2 separate regions of the Gossypium hirsutum genome follow, and region 1 is linked to region 2. The links are chromatin contacts, called in public Hi-C maps. All regions are on one chromosome and are shown on one strand. Each heading gives the region's core, a stretch centred on a gene start, on an enhancer-like site or on the middle of the called end of the contact. The rest is flanking DNA. Distances are from core to core; before and after follow the strand shown.

Evidence for each region. A called contact is a pair of places that touch in the nucleus more often than the background predicts.
Region 1: a Hi-C map of leaf shows a contact between it and region 2, with 2.0 times the contacts expected there. The contact joins two enhancer-like sites. A contact is called at or near these places in 3 of 34 Hi-C or Micro-C datasets (hypocotyl and leaf).

The regions. Positions count from the first base shown.
Region 1 is chrA03:87,010,720-87,013,654 of Gossypium_hirsutum_v2.1, forward strand. No RefSeq gene overlaps it. Among protein-coding and RNA genes, the nearest start is that of LOC107886273, 5.2 kb to the right of the region's middle. Within about 2 kb of position 1,647, at least 9 of the 9 cell types and tissues checked have an H3K27ac peak or open chromatin away from gene starts, as enhancers often do. A contact at or near this core is called in leaf, where this site is marked.
Region 2 is chrA03:86,850,396-86,853,123 of Gossypium_hirsutum_v2.1, forward strand. No RefSeq gene overlaps it. Among protein-coding and RNA genes, the nearest start is that of LOC121219529, 6.1 kb to the left of the region's middle. Within about 2 kb of position 1,351, at least 1 of the 9 cell types and tissues checked has an H3K27ac peak or open chromatin away from gene starts, as enhancers often do. A contact at or near this core is called in leaf, where this site is marked.

The sequences.
Region 1 (2,935 bases), core at 397-2,896, 160 kb after region 2:
GATCCTTTAAACCCTCGAAACCACAATCAATTTTTGATTTTCAAAAGCTCATACATTTGAAAATTACCAAAAGGATATTTAATTATTTGGTCCAACAAAAAACCGAAACCCAACACGTTAGGGCACGATTTCTCGGATTTCCAAATATAGAACATTGCCTTGTTTTAAAATTTAGAAAACACAGATTAAATTTTAAAGGGATATTTGATTACTTTGGACAAACGGAAAATCGAAACCCAGCATGTTAGGGCACGATTTCCCAAATTTCCAAACATCAAACATTACCTTTGTTTTGGGAGATTTTCAAATAAACAATTGTAAAACCAGCTCAAAATGCATTAGTTTAACTTGAAATAAAATGGAATAATTAATTTTGGATCAATAAGTTGAAAATTTCAATTGTAATGTGACACTTGTGGATGAAAGGCGAAATTATAAGTATGGGACAATGTACATGAATAATGTACTATACTTAGTGATTGAAAATAGTATAAACATAAAAAATAAATTAACAAACACACAATGACAATGAGCTCACATCCTATTTTGAAAAACATTATTAATTAGAATAATGGAAACTAAAATATAACTAATCAACGAAACACATTAGAATAAATTATAACTAAATTTTCAAACATAAATGAATAACAATTGAAATGATAATACAAAGGACGAATAAACTATATGCAACAATAATATATGAAATAATATGCAAAAAAAAAACAATTAATATACAAAACAATATGGAATATAGGAAAACAATTCAAAAACCGTTAAATATATGAAAAATTTTAAAATAAACAACACATGCTAGGGTTTGAAATAATTTACATATAAATGTATCAATGATTATTGAAATATTTTAAAAGAAGAAACTTGGATCAAATAATGTACAAAATATTTTTAGAAAATGAAATGTCTATTTTAAGTTGACAATGTACGTATAATAAAAGATAATTTGAATAATATATAAAATATGAAAGGTTTTTAAATAACAAAAATATACAATAAAATATGTTCTTATGGAATGAACTATATACATAATAGATTTTTTTAATATATATATATACAAATAGATTTAAAAGAAATTATATATATAAAATAACATGGAATTAACAATGTATTTAGAATAAAACTAACTTTATCAAGAACTATATATGTATAATAATATAAAAGGGAAATTTAAATTAATTATTATACAAAATTTTAAAAAAATATGATATAAAAGAGAGCTTTAAAATAATGATTTCACAAAAAAAATAAAATTATCAAAGTAATTCAAAATGTATAAAAAAGAATTTTTAAAAAAATGAATGTTAAATGAGTTTTTAAAAGAATAATGAATCATACAAATTAAAAGACTCAATTGAAATAAAATTAAGTTAAAAGGGATAAATAATATATAAAATAGGCTATTGAAATCACAAAGGACTAAAGCGCAACGCATGCGAATGTACAGGGATCAAAACTAGAAATATTCCAGATCTAACACACATAGTTTAGGTGCGGGCTAAATTGAAATGCCATGCAAATTCTAGGAAAAATTTAAAACAAATAAAATGTGAATAAGGACTAATTGAAAAGTCAACGCAAAAGGGAAGGACTATCCCCGCAAATCTCCCATTTGAAGCACAAAAGCGCGGATCCGGGTTATGGAGCGGGTTGACGCGCGGATCCCCCTCCCCTTAAATGGTGCCGTTTTATTTTGTTATCAAAACCAAAGAAAAATGAATGGCAATTTGCCATTTTCGCAAGCTACAAACCAAATACCCATTTGCTAGGGTTTCGGCGCAGCCTAAACTCTCCATCCGCCTCTGCCATTCAACCACCATTTCACCATTATAATCGGTGAATGATGCGGAGGCACTCTTTATTTCCACCAAAGCAGAGACTCAAGGCTTATTTTCACCCGAAAATCCCCATCCCAAACTTTGATTTTGACGGAGGAGACAAGGATCTCAACGGTGCATCCACGAAAGTAAGTCTCTCCCTTTTCTTTTTTTAAATTTACTCTACGAAACAAACTATATGTAGGAAGAAACAGAAATACTAAAAAACGAAGGGAAAAAAATTGAAATCACCTTCTGATTTTTTTGCTGATTCTTTGTATTCAGTATCCGTAAACTTTACAAAAAACTTCGGCCCTTTTTATAGCTGATTTACAGAAAATAAAAGAGGGAAAAAAATAAATCACGATTTGCTGGCCTATTTTCTGTTATTGGTGCTGTTCTTGTTACTTTTTCTCGCAGGTTCTGCTGATGTGGGAGTGTACGGAGAAGAAGGCTGTGACGTGGAGAGGCCGTGCGTGGGAAACCACTCGTGAAAGCCCGATTCCCTGGCTAGCCGCGGTGCTAGCATGTTCCAGAAACCTCTAGAGTTTCTGGTACTCTTAAATTGTTGGGCCCATTTGGGCCTTTTAGCAGTGGCCTGTTGTAACTTGGGCTAGGGATTAAGTTGGGGTGTTTTGGGATCTAGGCCAATAAGTTTATGTTTTATTTTGGGTTTTAATTTGGGTCTCGGTTAATGTTTTGTATTTTGGTTGGTATAAATTTAGCATTTGGATTTATTGAAGGTTGTAAGTGGACTATTTGGACTGTTTTAATTTGGACCTTATTTGGTTTTTATTTTAATCTATTTGGTTTATTTATTTGACTTGTAGATAATTTTAATGCGCCCGGGCAAATTGGGCTAATTACAGTAACTATGATGAAGGGGTTTTAGTATAAGATATAGTCGATGTTAGGAGTAATAAGGATTGGTATTGTTTTGTTAGCTATTTGTACCACCAAGTTATTATGTTCATAGCAGGCATAAGGCCTCCTAGCAGTTTAGCGAGGGTTGATAAGTGTGTGTGGCGTTGGGAACCGAATAGACAAATAACAATTGTTAGTGCTTACTATTACATAGCTTCAAGCACTTGGGATGACAAATCTAA
Region 2 (2,728 bases), core at 101-2,600:
GGCGCAAAACGGCGCCGTTTTGAAACGCTTATAAAAATAAAAATTTTTCTTTTTTTGCTTCATTTTCTGCCTTTTCCTTAAAAAAAAAACTGAATCTCATCCTCTTCCCTCTCTCCCTCACGACTTCTGGCCTTTGATTCAGGCCTCCATCGCACCACCTCCACGGCCGGTGGCCGGAGTTGCGCGAAATGGGCTTTTCAGCCCTCCTTTCAGTGTCCTCGAAGGCTAGGCCTTCTCAACCGAGGGACCGAGTATAAAAGGAAGAGACTTTCCTCCCCGTTCGACTCCGGTGACGGCGAAGGAGGGCTCCGACTCTGGCTTCCGAAACCAACAGGTATCTTCTTTTTTAGTTTCGTTTTCGTTAAGAAAGATTGTAGAAAAACAACAAAAATAAAATAAAATAAAAGGAAAATAAAGAAAATAAAAACGCAAGAACAGAAAAAGAAACAGAATCAACCTTTTTTTTATTTTTGATCCTTTTTTTTTATTCACTGGTGTTGTTAATTCACTGTAAGAAAAATACAGACATAGTGTTTGGCTTTTATAGCCGATCCATTTCTATTTTCTCTATTATTTGCTACTTTGCGTGTTTCCCCCTTGTTTGTAGAGTGATTTGATGCTGATGGGTTAGGTGGCAGAGTTGGTGGTTGCTAGAGGCGACGGCAACAGAGAGGAAATGAAGGCGGCGGCGTGGAAGTCAAAAAGGGCAAGTGGTGCGGCTGAAGGCAGTAGGCTAGGGTTCTGTTTTCTGATTTGCACTTTGGGCTATTTGGGCCATTAGGGTTTAGTTTTAGTGGGTTTAGATTTTGGGTCCAGGTTTGGGCTGATAGGTAAGGTCTAGGTGGTATTGGGTTAGTGTTGGGTTTGGTTATTGGGTAATGGGCCTCGGTTAAAAAAAATTGGGCTTGTACAATATTAAATAAATTTCAAATATAAAATATTCATACACAATGTCTTGCTAAAAGTTTTTATTATTTATTATCATTTCAGTAAAAAGTTAATATACTTTTTAATATCATTTATGCACCAATTTATGCACAATGTTTCGGTGAGACAACTGGAATTGAACGAAACACGCCAAAATGACTAACAAAGATCGAAATTTCAATAGGTACGAAAAAAGAAGTTGATTGCATTGATTTATTATTAGAATGATTTGTATCGACTTGAACGCATTTAAATTCATATCCTCTTATATGTTACAACCACAATAATAATAACAAATGAGTTAAATCTCAATCCGCATCAATTTAGTGGGTCCTAAGCGTTTAGCGTCAACCAAGTACTACGCCTGATGGCATGAAGGTTGGCGACAAATGACTAAAACTTACGGAGTGGAAAAGGGGTTAGATGTGTAAAATGAAAAACAGAAGTGATCGTATCAACTGTTTTCGCCCCAGTCAATAAGGCATTCAAAAGTCTTAGTCACAACAAGCTTTGGGTGATTTTCCTAGAAATTTCATATTGTTAAAAACATATATTGGTCTCATTCCTCAATGTCGGACCTTCCTTCAGTCTGTCCTAAACTTCCACAATTCTTTCGCCTACATATATTACATAATGTAGGAACTAATTGCCACGATTAATATTTTTTTCGCCTACGAAAAAAGGAAAAAAAATTAATTAAATCGTTGCATTCAATTGAGATTCTATTGTTAATCGAAATAGTTAATCATTTTCGTCACCATGTTGATTGTTAAAATCAGTTGGTAGACCAATTAAATAGTAACATGTGATAGTTTCAAATTTAATCTTATATTTTTTTTCAAAAAATCAAAAAAAATTAAAAATAATTAAAAATAAAAAAGTAATAGAAATAAAATATTAAAAATTTATTTAAACCTACAAAAATTATAAAAATTCATAAAAACTTATAAATATTTTATAAATTATAAAAATAATTATAAAAAATAAAACATATTAAAAATAATTATAAAAATTATAATAAGTTCTAATAAATTATATAAATTATAATTTTTAATAAAATTAAAAAAATATGTAAAAATTCATTTATTGATTCCTCATTTTAGAAATTAAACACTTCAAATCTAAATAAACATGTAACATTAGATCAACCGTTAGATAATGAGACTAGTCATTAGAATTAATGTTGTTTGAATTGAAATGGATCAATCGGTTAGATCGGTTGAACTGGGAACTGAAAGGGTATTGATCTAGAGAAAACCATTAGACCAGTTGACCCAAGAATCAATACGGATCGATTAAACGATGGTTAAACTAGACTTTGTTTCCATTTATTTTATTTATTTACTATTTTTAATGATTTATTTAATTGAATCGGACAAGCCAGTCAAACTTGTCAAATTGGTGAACGTGTGGCCTGATCGATTCGACTACTGACTCGGTTCTGTAAACTTTGGTCAGAATACTTCATGCTAACATATGCTACTATTTGCAACCGTTGGATAATAAAATTCAATAGTTTGGACTTTGAAATGTTGAAAATTTTTCGTGCTAACATATGCTAATATTTGCAATCGTTGGATAATAAAAGAATTGGACTAGCCTCCAAGTGAATCGTTCTGAACCATTAAAAAATAGAAAATCGAAAAAAAATTGATGGTTGAACTGGTTTATAGATTTAAATATTTTTTTATTATTTTTATGGATTTTTTAATTGTTTGTTTAGCTATTATTAGATCAATTATCAAATTGGTTTAACTGGCATGCGGTAGTCTAATCGATTATTGTTTCTAAAACACTAGAT